Regions from separate parts of the Mus musculus genome. Here regions 1, 3, 4 and 5 are each linked to region 2. A link is a contact called in public Hi-C and HiChIP or PLAC-seq data. All regions are on one chromosome and are shown on one strand. Each heading gives the region's core, a stretch centred on a gene start, on an enhancer-like site or on the middle of the called end of the contact. The rest is flanking DNA. Distances are from core to core; before and after follow the strand shown. Region 1 overlaps Ptgfrn (prostaglandin F2 receptor negative regulator). Region 2 has its middle 75 kb from the start of Cd2. Region 3 overlaps Ptgfrn (prostaglandin F2 receptor negative regulator). Region 4 has its middle 9.5 kb from the start of Igsf3. Region 5 overlaps Cd101 (CD101 antigen).

Region 1 (2,700 bases), core at 9-2,508, 170 kb before region 2:
AGACGCCTCAGAAAAAGTCACCCGACAGGAAAACGAAGCAAGGAGGAGCTGGAGTTCAAAGGTCCCTCTCCTCAGACTGCATGGCCGCTAGGGAAACCCCCTCGGACAAAGCTTCTCACCCTTAAGCATGTGGACTTCATTCTCTCCACACAGTTGTTCTGAGCAGCCGAGCACTCGGAAGCTTTCATGGGGCAGACTCATTTCTTAGGGACCAGCTCAGGGAGGCGTGGGGGTGGTGCTGGGGGTAGGGGACAGAGGTCTGACTAGTTAGGCTGGTCTGGGTGGGGCAGGTTTGGTATGTGTCAGTAGAGACACTCTACTACACTACTGTAGGGTTCCAAGAGGTCTCCACTCTGCTAGAGGCTACGGGAAGCCTTCCTTTTCCAAGAAATAAAACAATAGGTGATGGGAGGTAGAGGTGAGAATATCAGGAGTTTAAGGTCAGCCTTGGGCTAGACAGTGGATCTGAGGCAACCCTGGGACTTATGAGACCACATCTCAGAAACAGCAGGTAAGCAAGAACTGTCAGTCTTTAATCCACAGCCTCACCTGGAGACCTCTCTGCCCCCACATCTCAGAAGCCATGTCCACCTTAGGATATGGGGAAGTGGGCTTCCACTGAATCACAGAGGAGCCAAGGCTCCTAAAAGTCCTTCCCCAGTGGTGTTACCAGGCCAGGACTGCAAAGGCAGCAACTTGCAAAACCGCTTTGGCCTGAGCCAGGCCCTAGAGGAAACACAAGGTGGACCAAACTCTAGAAGCCTGAATGTATGTGCTGCAGTACAACTCGGGAAGATACTTAGATACCCAGAGCGGGAGAGCTCACCGTCCATCTTCACAGTTATAAAGATGGGCCTGGAGTGGATCTCGGCTTCCCTCTGCCAGGAACCTGTCGGTGACCTCACCCAGGGAGTCACAGAACAGTAGTAGTTGCCAAAGTCCTGGTCCTCAGAGCCATGCACTTGCAGCAAGAATTCCAGCACGCTCACTCGCTCCAGGCTGACAGTACTCTTCCAGTCCCTCTGGCCTGTCGTCACGACTCCCTTCCGGTCCAAGGAGGAGAGGAGGACGGGAGCCTTGTCCAAGCCAAAAGAGTGTACCGCAAACCAGGATACATCGAAGGCCATGTCATCTGTGGATTACGGAGCCAAATGCTGAGGTCAGAGTGTGAGCAGAAACGATGTACACGCTCCTGTGTGTGCAACCCTTACACGCTCCTGGCCAGGTCTGTTCTGTACGAACCTCCAAGCAGCCTGTGATGATATCACAGCCTCCCCTGTGCCAAGGTCACACAGCTACAGATAGTAGTGTGTCTAGCCTGACCACTCCCACCCTAAAGAACCACAGAAAGAAGATCTGGGGCCACAGACAGCCCTGTGTGTGAAGGCTGGGCATGGCGTGCAGGGTCCCCGAGCACTTCACGCAGAAGAACCAAAGACCGCACATAAAATAAATTGTACCAGATTTGAAGTTGTAGACAGCTTGGATTTTATTGTTCACTGTGGTTTGTGCTGTTTTATTTTTTTCTTCCCCCTTGTAGAAGTATTTAAGTTCAAAATAAGAGGGGTAAAAAAAAAGAAAATCAAGCTGAGAAAACTGAACACAGTTAATAGTCCCAGAGAGTAAAGCTAGTGGATCATGAAGTTCTCTGTGAAACTGAGGTTCTAACAGCCTCAAATAAACGACAACGGGCAGAAGAGAAAGAGGATGGTACAGGATTAATTTACACAATGTGGAAACTGAGGCCACATGCTAAACCCAGACCCTCATCCCCACCCTGACTGGACCAACCCAAGCCAGCTACTGAGCTTCAGGTTTCATCCAGAAGGCATGTGGGGACTGTGGACCAGAAACACAGTCACATCTTAAACCTGCTTGGCAAAATTCCTTTTTCAAAAAAAACACCGAGGACTGAACCCAGTGCCGTGCTGGGCAAGTGTTCTATTGGAGCTACAACCCTGGCCCGGGACCTTTTATATGTCAGCTTTTGCTGGACAACAAAAAAACAATAGTTATTCATTCAGGCAAAGTACATTAATAACTTCAAAAACACATTCTAAGGCAAACAGATGTCATCCAGACCCATGTAAGACAGAAGGGAGCTCAACTCAAAGTGGGCATTTCCAAACAGGTCCCAATGATAACTCCACTACTAAAGCAGATCCCCTCTCTCCTCCACCTGCCCCAGGGGCCCCTCAGCATAAACAATTCTCAGCAGGTAAGTCTCTGAGACCAGCTTGGTGGGAATGCAGAAGGTGCTGTGGACTGCCTATTCCCCCTCAGTGCCAGGGCGGAGTGGGCTCTGCTACCCAGGGAAACTCAGGGAGTCTAGAGTGGCTACCAATGATAAAGCATAGAGGTGCTGCCATTACGTCATTCTCTTGTGCATCATAGGATGCTAAGGTGGCTAGCCTGGGCCAGAATCCCAGTACCTACTGGCCACATGACCTGAACAAGCCATGTTAGTTTATTGCACAATGCAAATTAACAGGGCTCTGGAGAGATAGCTCAGTGGTTAAGAGCATTCACTGCTCTTCACAGAACCTGGGTTCAGTTCTCAGCACTCATGTCAGGTAGCTCACAACTGCTTATAGCTCCAATTCCAAGGGATCTCTTATCCTCTTCTGGCCTCCACAGTCAGACAGACAGACAGACAGACAGACAGACAGACAGACAGACAGACAGTGTACAGACACACAT
Region 2 (2,700 bases), core at 87-2,586:
TGCAGATTCCTAGTAGACAGTGGGCACCAGGGAAGCTCCTCACCCTCCTAGATGGTTTACCTTGGATAGGGATGTGTGCCCTGCTCTGGACGTTCTGTGATTGTCCCTGACAGGCTGCATGGACTCTTGGTGTGTGAATAGCTAGACATGTGAAGACACAGATGAGGCTAAGGCCTGGATGAGTGGGGGTCCTGGGTCTTTAAGACTCTGGTGAGTATGCACCTGAGTGTGGGTGCTCTGGGGAGTGCACTTAGGTCTGTGAGGCCCCGGGGTGTGAGAACTCGAGGATGTGTGAGGGACCTGAGCGAAGGAACAACAGGGGTCCTTTCCTAGGTGACTTTTGGTTCAGTCAAGGTGACAATCAGGATTAACCACGGCAGATGAAGAGCTGGGTTATGGGGGTACCTGGGTGTGGGGGACCCAAGCATGAAGGCATCTGAGCATATGAATAAAACCTAGAGTGCATTAGAACCTGGGTCTGTGAGGACCTGGATATGTAAGCACTTCACTATGGGAAGACCTGAGTGTAAGGGCACGAGGTGGGCACCATAGTGCGTGAGCACCTGTGGCGGGGGAGGAGCATCATGGGAGCACCAGGCCATGTAATAGCAGGATGTGTTGGGCCTCAGCTTTGAGGGGCTCCAGCCTGTGAGGACTTGGGCACATTAAAAGCTGAGCATGTCAAGACCTTGGTATTTGTAAGGACTTGGGCACTGAGTACTAGGTTATGGGAGGATGTCTGCGAGTGAGGACCCCCAGGATATAGGCTCTAAACCTGCTTGCTACCTGTGGCTTAGCACTCCTGCCCACCCATGGGTGAAGGATCTGAACAGAATGGCTGACAGAAAGACTCTGTAATGAGAGGGCAGGCCCAGGGCCAAGAAGCTGTGTCTGCCTCCCACCATAAACCATCACACAGCACTTTGAACGAAGTTTATGGCTTTGGCAGAGCTCCAATCTCCTGAGGGCTCAGGCTGTAAATTCTTAAGAAGATCCTAGACCCTGCTGGCCGGGCCTTGTCACCCATTGTGAAAGGTGCAGAAGAAAAGGATAGGTCACATTGTAGGAGCTTCCCCCACCCCACCACCACCACCACCCCCACCCCCCGCCTTCCACCCCACACAGGTCTATCGAGAAGGAAGACAAACTGTGTAACATGGATGGAGAACTAGGCCCCCCGGGGTGGCTGGGGGACCTGTGACAAACTGCTAAGTGAGAACATACACAGGAAAGAGGCAGGAAAGGCCCTAATCCACAGAGCACCAGGGGAGGCCAGGTCTGTGTTTAGCCTTGGCTGGTGGGGCCTCTCCTGCCTCCCCTCCTACTCTTGGCTGATTCACTCAGCAGCTGGGCTCCAGGCGCCCGGGGCAGGGCGGGTGGAGTGAAGGGTACCTTCCTGGCCCCTCCACCAGCTCCATCTGTGCACAGGCGCCCCTGTGGTCCCCATACCCAGCTGTCCACCACACTGCTAGTGGGTGTGAGGCCGTTTGGGAAAATATCCGCTAAAAGCAGAGTGGAGAGAAAGGGAAACAGAATATTAACGTAGCAGGGAGAAGTCTGCATAAATCTGAATGGCTAATGAAGTCAGGGAAGAAGCCCAGAGAAGCCCAGGGGTCTCTAGACCTCAGACCACCAGAAACTGTGAACTTGAGGCCAGGGCTACATGGCCAGCTAGTGATGCTGTCATTTTGCAGTCAGGGGGACTGGGCCAGAGTGTGTGTGTGTGTGTGGGGGGGGGGGTAATGGGGGCAGCCCGGGCTCCAGTGAGAGGTAGTGAGGTCATTTCTGGCCAATCAGAGTGAAGGGCAGAATCCCAGCTGATGATGGGGATTTTAAAGGACTACGGGGACTTCCTAGTGCCACGTTTCTGTCTCTGGATTGAGAGAACCATGGAGCTGGCCAGCCGGCTGGAGGCCAATGTCTCTTGATTTTTCTTTGTGCTGTGTTTGGAAGGGTGTCCCCAGGGAGGCTGACAGCCGCCTCTGAGAAGCAGCTTTCTGTCCCTACAGGCCTCTTTCCATCCCATCCTCAAAAGCAAGGCCTCTTCCCTTAGCAGGTGTCCCTCTTTGCTCAACCCTGTTTTCTCCTCACAAAATGCTGACTCACAGGTGGACGGAAGTCGTCATCCCTTAAGAACGCTATCTCCTTGACAGGTGGCCGCCAGCCAGCTCCAGCATTAGTACTTCTGCAGTGGGGATCTCTGTACCCCCACACAGCATGGGGGTCAGCACCCACACACAGCATGGAGCTCAGCACCTCCACACAGCATGGAGCTCAGTACCTCCACACAGCATGGTGCTCAGTACCTCCACACAGCATGGACCTCAGTACCTCCACACAGCATGGACCTCAGTACCTCCACACAGCATGGAGCTCAGTACCTCCACACAGCATGGAGTTCAGTACCCCCACTCAGAGTGGAACTCAGTACACCCACACAGCATGGAGCTCAGTGCCCCCACACAGCATGGAGCTCAGTGCCCCCACACAATGCTCTCTAATCAGAACAGCTTAGATATTTAGCAAGTCTTTCCTGCCTGCCTTCCTTTATCCCTTCCCTCTCTTCTTTCCCTCCCTTCCTTTCTTCCTCTGCTATTTTCTCCCCCCCCCTTTTCTCTCCCTCTTCTCATCTCCCCCCTCCCTCCCTCTTCTTCTAGTCCTCTTCCTTGTCTTCCTCCTCCCTGGTGCAATGAGGACCAT
Region 3 (2,700 bases), core at 170-2,669, 140 kb before region 2:
TTCCGCTTGGCTCTCTGTTTCAGCCATACACTAAATTGGATCAACACAAAGCAACATTTGTTTCCTGAAGCAATTCAAGTTCTTTCGAGAGAGAAACTCCTTTCCACACTTACAATTCACACCCTCATCTCTTAGAGAGCATGGGTATAAGAAACATACATTTGAACAATCACTGAAGGCCTTTGGTAAAAGAACAGTTGTGGGCACTAGCCATTAAATTATCCACTGCCCCCACCTCCACCCCAAAATGAAAAAAACATGGGATAAATTCAGTGCCAAGAAAAAGTTTGCCTCTCCAAAAGTTTATGTTTTCTTTCTCAGACAACTGGATAAGAACATCTCTTTTTGTCTCGCCTTCAAAACTCTACAAATTTGGTGCTCAAATGCAGCAACAAATTCATGCCAACCACTCAACTAACTCATCCCAAGCAATAACTGCTCTTGGATTCTCTTTGCCTCTTTTGATCTTGATTATTTCTTTATGTCTGTTGCTTTGTTCTTCATTTTGCAAACCAACTAGAGCTTTTCCTTCTTCAAAGAGGAATACAAATCTTAGCAAAAGGCCTTTCTCTCACCTTCTTACAAAAATTCACCAGATCCTCCCACCCTGCTGCAAAGGGTTGTTCATTTCTCAGACCATCGATAGTAGGCCCATGTAAGACAATGGGCTAAGACAGTTCCCACCCCGTCATCAACTGGGACAACAGGAACAGCCCATCTTTAGGACTTGGGACTGGTTGTCTCAGGAGGTAGAGCTGACTTCCAAGGCCAAAGACATTCCCCATACACGAAGACAATGCCTAGGACAGATTCAACTAAAGCCACAATTCTAAGCCATCCCAGACAAGAAACCAGAATTAGCCAATGGGGGAAGAGTCTCCTTCCCAAAGATGATCATAAGCACTTCCCACCTGACCATTTAATACATATAAAGTTCTCCGTCAGGGCCTGGAAAAGGTGTTCAATAAATGGTAATTAGAATTCTCAATGTGTCAAGTGCAAAACCAAGTGCTGCATCACATGGGCACGAGGATCCCACTCTCTAAGAGACAACAGTCCACATCACCTACCTAGGATGACCTCTATACTTAGCAGGTCAGCTGTGTTCCTGGCTTTGTGTGTGTGTGTGTCTGTGAGTGTGTGTGTGTCACATCTTCATTATCTTATACAGGCCCGAGTTGTATTTGATGGCATGCACAAATTACATTTCTAGAGAAAACATGTAGGGTCAGTCAGCTGCCTCAGTTTCTGGGCAGAGAATGCAGTCTGCAGACTGTGACTAAAGGCCTGTGGCTGTACTCAGGCCCGACTCGTCTCCTGACAAGCGTCCAAGCAGCTGCAAACCATGAGTCACAGAGACCGGGGTGAAGGCTTAAGAGGAAGACAGAGAAGAACACAGTTGTTTTTATAATGTTTACACTCCTGGTGAGCTCACAATTATGCAAGGGCCTCTGCATACTCTAAGCCACGGTCATGCCTGCATACAGTTCTGGGTTTGGATGCATGGGTTTTACGCTATCTATATGTTGGGGCAGGCCTAGTCTGTGTAAAGCACACAGAAGCTCTGGGGCTCCATGCATGCACTGGAGATGTGCACTCATGTCTTTCACAATGGCACCGGCACTCTGCAGGAAAACGAGTGGCAGGACCCTTAGGATAATCAGGGAGTCTTTCCCACAGTTTAGCCTCTTTATTTCCCCTCAGTCTCTGGAGAACACGTCACCAACAAATCCCTTCAGTTACAAAGCCCGTTCCCTCCCAGAGCTTGCCCCTGATGTCTGACAGTGCCTGTACTTCCCCCAGGGTATGTGGGATCAATACACCAGGACTTCAAAGAAACCCTCAGAATTGGAGTGCAGGCAGAATTTTCACAAAAAAAAAAAAAAATCCCAGAGCTAGGACTCAGAAGTTGGAGGGGGCGGGGAGGGGAGGAAGCCAGAGTGGGGATTTGACAGCACCACACAATGCACCAGGATCAGAGCTGTGAGACAGATTCAACTCCAGAGATGAAAACTCTTCTCTTGGTGCTGACAACATCTGTTTTATTTTGAAGGTTGCTAAGGAGAGTCCTGGCTGGGCCAACATTGTTCCAGCCCAGGACTTCACAGAGCGCCTCGGAGCGCAGGCTCCTGACTGCAGGAATGAAAGCAGATAAGCCTGCTCCTTTCGCTCTTTAGATATCAAAGCCCCACTTTGCTCACAGGGCTACCACCCCCCCCCCAGTCTCAGTCCCAACTAGCCTTTCCCTACCGCTTACTCTCTAAGGATGCTTTCCCTTGCACCGTACTACCATTCACAAGTTCCCATCCATTTCTTAGGGACAGACAGACAGGGAGTGCACCCTTGAGCCAGCATAGGACCTCTATATAAGACAGAGAAGAATTCCATAGGAGCTGGAGACATGCACATGTAGGAGGAGGGTTAGCATCAGACAGAGGATGAAGTCTTTTACTGCCCTTTAAAGATCAGTGTTGCCTCCTTAATCAAAGACAAATCAAGTGTCTTTGTCAGGGCTCAAAGCCCTGTGAGGGCAGTGAAGAGCTGACCATAGGCTGACCACTGTGGAAATGAAGCAGGTGGGGAGCCAGCCACACCCCACCAGCCCCTCCCACCTAAGCTGAATTGAATGATCAAGGCCATTACCACCCTTGAACAAAAGGAGCTACTACACATTCCTCCCCATGGTCAGATGCATAAGAA
Region 4 (2,700 bases), core at 116-2,615, 160 kb after region 2:
GAAGCTAAAATGGCTCTGAGGTAGGTGAGGATGAAAGGAAGGCCGGCTCGCCTGACTGGTGGTCAGGGGAGGCTAGGGGAGTTACTGAGGAATTTCACAAGGCAGCCATGGCTGTAGTAAAGGGTATTTTGGCCCTGCTGTTGATCACACACACACACACACACACACACACACACACACACACACACACACACCAAGTGTGTGTGGGGAGAGAGAGAGAGAGAGAGAGAGAGAGAGAGAGAGACTCACTCACATGTGAAGGAAAAAAATGCATTTGAACAGCTCAGGACCAAGACAGATGGCTGTAGTTGATAGAGTCTGGAGAAAAATAGCATTTCCTGCATTTGGGTTATCATATGAGCGATCGCTAAAAAAATGGCTTTGTTTTGTGCTGGATTCTCTGGGCAATTAATTGTGGAAGATCTGCTGTGAGGTCCCTGCTGAGTTTGAAATACTTGAGACATATTTCACAGATCCGTGGTTACTTCAAGCCTCCCTCCCTCCCTCCCTCCCTCCCACCCTCCCTCCCTCCTTCCCTCCCTCTCTCCTTTGCTCTTCCTCCTCTTCTCTTCTTTTCCGTCCCTCCTGATCCTCTCTGCATTGGCCCCTTCCAATTCTCCTCTGCTTTGCCCTTTCTTTTCCCAGCAATCTTCTTCCTTTTCTGTGGCTCCCCAGCCCCCATCCATAAATAGCAAATCACAAGTAAGTAAAGAGAAGGGGATGCTGAGGGGATCGCTGGGTATTGTGAAAATTACAAGTGACTTTGGGGAAAGCTTGTTGGCATCCACATGGTATCATTTGCACTGTGAACTTAAGGTCCATGTATGGGCTCCTAAGCACCAGGCAGCACTGGAGCCTGGCGGAGGGGGAGGGGGAGGGGGAGGGGAGGGGAGGGGGAGGGGGAGGGTTCCGCTGCCCCTGCTGCCAGTTATTTCCCAAGCCCTCCTGAGACTAGGCTGGGTATGAGATTTGAAGATCCCCAGCACATGGTCCTTCCCAGCTTTGATAGATGAACTAAAGAGAGCGATCAGTAATTAAAGTTCTTTGTACAAGTCAAAACAAAAAGTCTGATCACGAGTGTCTGTGTGAATCACCTCCCACAGCTGCTAAGAAGGAGGGAGTCAGATACTGTGGTCAAGTCATCCAACTTGAAAACTTACAAGATTTCCTTACCCCAGCTATCTAAGCATCATAGAGCCCGGGGGCTAGCGGCCCACTCTATGGTGAAAGTAAGTTCAAGGGCACTCGTTCATGGGATCAGTTAATCATCCCGAATCCATTCTGTAATGCTTCCGTTGAGTGCCTGCATGCTTACACAGCTACCGTGGGCAGTCTCCGACCTCGAGAAACTTATCAGGAAAAACCACATGTTAAACAAAGAGCCTAAGTCAATGGCAAGGCACGGCCCTGGACATCTCTGCCGAGCACAGAGCTGGTGAAGACATGAACTCACTCCGGAAGAAGGGGAGGAGAGGTGGTTTTTTGTTTTTGGTTTTTTTTCCCACCCATAAAAAGGGTGAGAGTTTGCCAAGCTAGTGCCAGCAGCCTCAGAAGGCAACACTCACCTCACAGAATACCTGGCGCGTGCACAGGCATGGCTCAGAAACCACAGCTGACTGGCAACTCCAGTTCATGACAGGCAGAACCAAGAGCATAGGGAAGTTGGGGAGCAACCAAGGAGTCTGGGGAGATGCTCAGAGCCCACTGGAGGAAGCCTGAGTCTTTCCTAAGCATGTGGCAGCCTCAGAGGGTCCTGTCTAAAGGGTGCTTTACAAACGTGTACACCCTGTTGGGGATGGTTCTTTTGGTTTGGTTTGGTTTGAGTCAGGGTCTCAACTGCGTAGCCTAGGCTAACCTAAACTGGCACAGTACTTACTCCAGGCTTGTCCTGAGATAGAATGGAAGACAGTGAGCACTCAAACATAAATCAAGCCTTGCCACATCACGGCTCTGAAGTATCTGATGGTCCTCCCCCCACCCCCACATGCCTCCATCCCCACACAGGACAAAACCCAGAATCCCCCAAGACCCACATGACTTGCCTTTGCCTTCCTCCCATACCTCCCTCCAGCCCCCATCATTCCCACCACTCTAACTTTCTCTAATTGGCCTCTTACCATGAAAGCGCCCCCATCCATCCTAGTAGAGGTTTGTGTTTCTGCAAACATTGTTTGAACTTCTCTTTTTAAAAAAACACGGTCTCACTATATAGCCCCAGATGACCTGGAGCTTGCTGTAGACCAGGCTGACCTTGAACTCAGAGATTCCCTTGCCTCTGCCTCCTGGATGCCACCACATCCAGCTTCGAGATCACCTCTCTTTGCTGACTTGTCATCTCTCTCCCCAGCTAGACTTTACTGATTCATTTGACTAGCATTTGTTGAGCACAGGCTGTGCACTAGCCTTGATTTTCAATGTTGAGCATACCCTGGAGAACCAGGCAAGACAGAACTAGGTACCCCGAGCTTCCATCCTCCTGGGAAGACATAATAAACAGAGAAGCACACAGAAACAGAGTCCCACAGGGATAGAAATCAAGACAGCCATTTTTGTTTCATTTTGTTTTCATTAAGATTTCTATGTTTCTGTATGTGTGTACCTCTGTGCGTCTGTATGCTGCATGCTGTGGGTATCAGTGGAAGCCAGAAGAAGGCATTGGATCCCAGAAGCACAGGTAGCTGTGAATTGCCTGATGTAGGG
Region 5 (2,700 bases), core at 200-2,699, 220 kb before region 2:
CAGTACCATGAGACAGGGGCATTACTGCAGAGCCGTCTCCCAAGTTCTACCGAGGCTCTTTCCTCCGACTCAGTGCTTTCAACAAAGGCACTGGCCAAGGCCTAGCACTATGGTGGTAGGCTGGTGTGTGTGTGTGTGTGTGTGTGTGTGTGTGTGTGTGTGTGTGTGTGAAGGAGATAGGAGGCCTTGGGGGCTGAGTAGAACACTGTTGTATGGGAAGAAGGATGCTCTTCAACGATGACTTACTATCTCTTAAACCAAGCATGCCAATGCCCCTGCTCTCCTCACCCTCCCTTTCCTCTTCCTCCTCCTCCTCCTTTTCTTCTTCCTCCTTCTTTTTCCAAGAGAGGGTTTCTCGGTGTAGCCCTGCCTGGGTTTCCTGGAACTCAGTCTGTAGACCAGGCTGGCCTTGAGTGTAGAGATTCATACACTTCTATCTCCTGAGTGCTGGGATTAAAGACATGCACAGCACCGACCAGTGCCAATGCATGCTTTGAATCCCAGCCCTTGGAGGCTGGCCTTGGTGGGGGGAAGAGGGCTGTAAGGTGGAGGACGGTCCAGACTGTACAGTGTAGGGCTAGACAGTGAGATCAAGTTCAAGGCTGGCCTAGGGCTGTATCCCAAGGCCTTTCCTTGACATCATAAAAACAGAAACAAAAAGCATCCCCAATTATAAAAGCAGGAAGCCAAATGAAAACTTCCAAAAGGCTGTAACACATTACCCTTTTGTCAAAGCGCCGATATTGATTAGACAACGACTCTTACACTTTTCAGCGGGCATTTGTAAAGGGGGGTTGGAGAAAAAACATCGGATTTCTGCCTAGAAAAAATTACATAATGATTGGGGGAGTCCGATTTCAGGCAAGCCAGTCCATGCTCTCAATCCCTCCGGCTTTGCCGACACCCGGTTTTTCCTACATTTCTTATCTAGAGAAAAATGATTTCCCTTGTGACTGGGCCAAGCTGATGTTGCCAAGGGAATAGATGAGTGGGAGAGGAATGAGAGAGGAAGGAAGGCTCGACAGCTGGTGTTCCTCTCTTTCCAGATGAGGCTGGACCTCCAGGAGGTGAGGTCTGTGTGAGTGGGGACAATGACACTATCTGCTTCTGAAGGATGCAAAGAAAAAAAAATGGTTGCTACACAAAGAAACACTCGACAAGATATGGTTAACAATCTATGTCCATGGCACATCCCTTCTGGTCCCTTGGTAACTTGGCCAAGGTCTAAAACAGAATTCATTCATCCTCCACGCTCCAACCCAATCCCTCCACGCTCCTTTCTCCAGCCCAGGTGCTCCTCAGTAGTGTCCACTCTCCTCTCCAGCTTCCTTCTGAAGTGATGTCTTTCTCATGCCCACCCAGAGAGCCTTTTCTTTCTTTGCACTGAGACTCAGCTGTGACAACTTCCTGGCCTTCCGGTACAAGCAGAGGAAGGACGTGGCCAGAAGGAGCAGCATGACGAAGGGGCAGACGATGAGGAAGTGGAGCAAGGGCCCCGAGGAGCAGATCAGGGAGGAGACCGTGGGCTCTGCAACCAGAGAAACACAGAAGACAATCAATCAGTGTCCCAACGATCGGGGCCGAGCAGGCGAGTACGTCTCCCTACACATCATTATCGGCAAGTCCGTGTAGATGACAAGGTGGAATGGCACAGGCCTCTCGCCCTGCAAGTGCACTGGAAGAACAGGCCCAGGACATTCCCAACACACACCTCTTCCCCCTGCCCGGCCATTGCAGCTGTACAGCTGCCAATGACCTACTTACAACCACCAGCCAAAAAAGAAAAGCAAAACAAAAAAAAAAAGAAGAGAGAGAAAGAAAACCTTTCCTTTAATCTTCTTCCCTCAGAAAAGATATGTATAATTCAGTTCTCGTTCTCAACTGTGTGGCTGGCTCTGAATTTTTAACTGAGATATTCCCACTGCTGTTTCTGAAACTCACAGTGCACTAAGCTGTCCTCAGTAACAGCTGTGCCTATGAAGGAGGGCACTTTTGCCCCTGACCCATGACATATAGGTTATCCCGGGTCCTGACTCCTTGCCCCACTATGCTCAATTCTCACTTCCTGTATCTAAGCCACTGGGCACAGTCCCTGTCTGGTTGGATCTCACTTCTCCCAGACTTCTTGCATGGTCCCGTGCTCACCCCTCCTTGTCACACAGCCCTTTGTTTCGGCTCCTTTCTTCCCTGGACTGAGAATGGCTAAGTGTCCTGGGTTCCTGCCTTTGGTGATCTTAAACCAAACTGAATGCCGCCACAGAGTCAAAGCCACCATACAGAGAGGCACGCCAAAGCATGCGATCCTCCGATCCTCCGCAGCTGCAGGCCGATGGGAGGCACCATCAACAGACTGACATGTGGGGCATTGGGGCTCCTGGTCATTTCCCAGAGAGGCAAAGCAGAGAGGACTGCGGCCACCACAGGTCCTCGGAAATGGTACCCTGGGCTAATGGCTAAAGGCCTGGGTTACAGGCATTCAGCAGAAAGCCACATGTGTAAAGTGGTACCAACCACTCACTGCACTCTTCCAACTACATTTCTGAACTATTTGAAATCAGGGCTATTCTGAACAATCCGATGCTAACAGCAGCTGTGCTTTGCTTGGGAAACTAACGACAGGAGACCTCTCTTCTTCAAAGGTTAAGCTATACAATTTCCGAGACTATGGATTCCCAGTGATAAAACAGTTTTGATAGGTCG

Evidence for each region. HiChIP or PLAC-seq counts read pairs in DNA pulled down with a chosen protein or histone mark. A called contact is a pair of places that touch in the nucleus more often than the background predicts.
Region 1: a contact with region 2 is called in a Hi-C map of uterus, with 2.9 times the contacts expected there. The contact joins two enhancer-like sites. A contact is called at or near these places in 4 of 39 promoter capture datasets (the 3T3-L1 cell line, the C10 cell line, HPC-7-derived erythroid cells and 1 more), 1 of 484 Hi-C or Micro-C datasets (uterus), 3 of 115 datasets of contacts at active chromatin or transcription factors (all in embryonic stem cells) and 3 of 9 other capture datasets (adipose tissue, embryonic stem cells and pancreatic islet).
Region 3: an HNF4G HiChIP or PLAC-seq map of pancreatic cancer cells shows a contact between it and region 2. The contact joins two enhancer-like sites. A contact is called at or near these places in 3 of 115 datasets of contacts at active chromatin or transcription factors (embryonic stem cells and pancreatic cancer cells) and 3 of 9 other capture datasets (adipose tissue, embryonic stem cells and liver).
Region 4: an HNF4G HiChIP or PLAC-seq map of pancreatic cancer cells shows a contact between it and region 2. The contact joins two enhancer-like sites. A contact is called at or near these places in 2 of 115 datasets of contacts at active chromatin or transcription factors (embryonic stem cells and pancreatic cancer cells) and 1 of 9 other capture datasets (adipose tissue).
Region 5: a contact with region 2 is called in a RAD21 HiChIP or PLAC-seq map of pro-B cells, with 4 times the contacts expected there. The contact joins two enhancer-like sites. A contact is called at or near these places in 2 of 15 datasets of contacts at CTCF or cohesin (large pre-B cells and pro-B cells), 4 of 484 Hi-C or Micro-C datasets (bone marrow-derived macrophages, nephron progenitors, regulatory T cells and 1 more) and 4 of 115 datasets of contacts at active chromatin or transcription factors (bone marrow-derived macrophages, embryonic stem cells and stem cell-derived neural progenitor cells).

The regions. Positions count from the first base shown.
Region 1 is chr3:101,044,618-101,047,317 of GRCm38.p6, forward strand. Ptgfrn (prostaglandin F2 receptor negative regulator) reads right to left here. Exons shown (of 9, transcript NM_011197.3): 8 at 827-1,132. Among named protein-coding and RNA genes, the nearest start is that of Cd101, 16 kb to the left of the region's middle. Within about 2 kb of position 1,259, at least 52 of the 459 cell types and tissues checked have an H3K27ac peak or open chromatin away from gene starts, as enhancers often do. A contact at or near this core is called in adipose tissue and uterus, where this site is marked.
Region 2 is chr3:101,211,220-101,213,919 of GRCm38.p6, forward strand. No RefSeq gene overlaps it. Among named protein-coding and RNA genes, the nearest start is that of Cd2, 75 kb to the right of the region's middle. Within about 2 kb of position 1,337, at least 163 of the 459 cell types and tissues checked have an H3K27ac peak or open chromatin away from gene starts, as enhancers often do. A contact at or near this core is called in adipose tissue, pancreatic cancer cells, pro-B cells and 2 more, where this site is marked.
Region 3 is chr3:101,069,057-101,071,756 of GRCm38.p6, forward strand. The region is part of intron 4 of Ptgfrn (prostaglandin F2 receptor negative regulator); the gene reads right to left. Among named protein-coding and RNA genes, the nearest start is that of Gm52612, 39 kb to the right of the region's middle. Within about 2 kb of position 1,420, at least 120 of the 459 cell types and tissues checked have an H3K27ac peak or open chromatin away from gene starts, as enhancers often do. A contact at or near this core is called in adipose tissue and pancreatic cancer cells, where this site is marked.
Region 4 is chr3:101,366,241-101,368,940 of GRCm38.p6, forward strand. No RefSeq gene overlaps it. Among named protein-coding and RNA genes, the nearest start is that of Igsf3, 9.5 kb to the right of the region's middle. Within about 2 kb of position 1,366, at least 53 of the 459 cell types and tissues checked have an H3K27ac peak or open chromatin away from gene starts, as enhancers often do. A contact at or near this core is called in pancreatic cancer cells, where this site is marked.
Region 5 is chr3:100,992,367-100,995,066 of GRCm38.p6, forward strand. It overlaps Cd101 (CD101 antigen), which reads right to left. Exons shown (of 9, transcript NM_001167906.2): 9 at 1-1,528. The coding sequence ends at 1,299. Among named protein-coding and RNA genes, the nearest start is that of Ttf2, 24 kb to the left of the region's middle. Within about 2 kb of position 1,450, at least 95 of the 459 cell types and tissues checked have an H3K27ac peak or open chromatin away from gene starts, as enhancers often do. A contact at or near this core is called in pro-B cells and regulatory T cells, where this site is marked.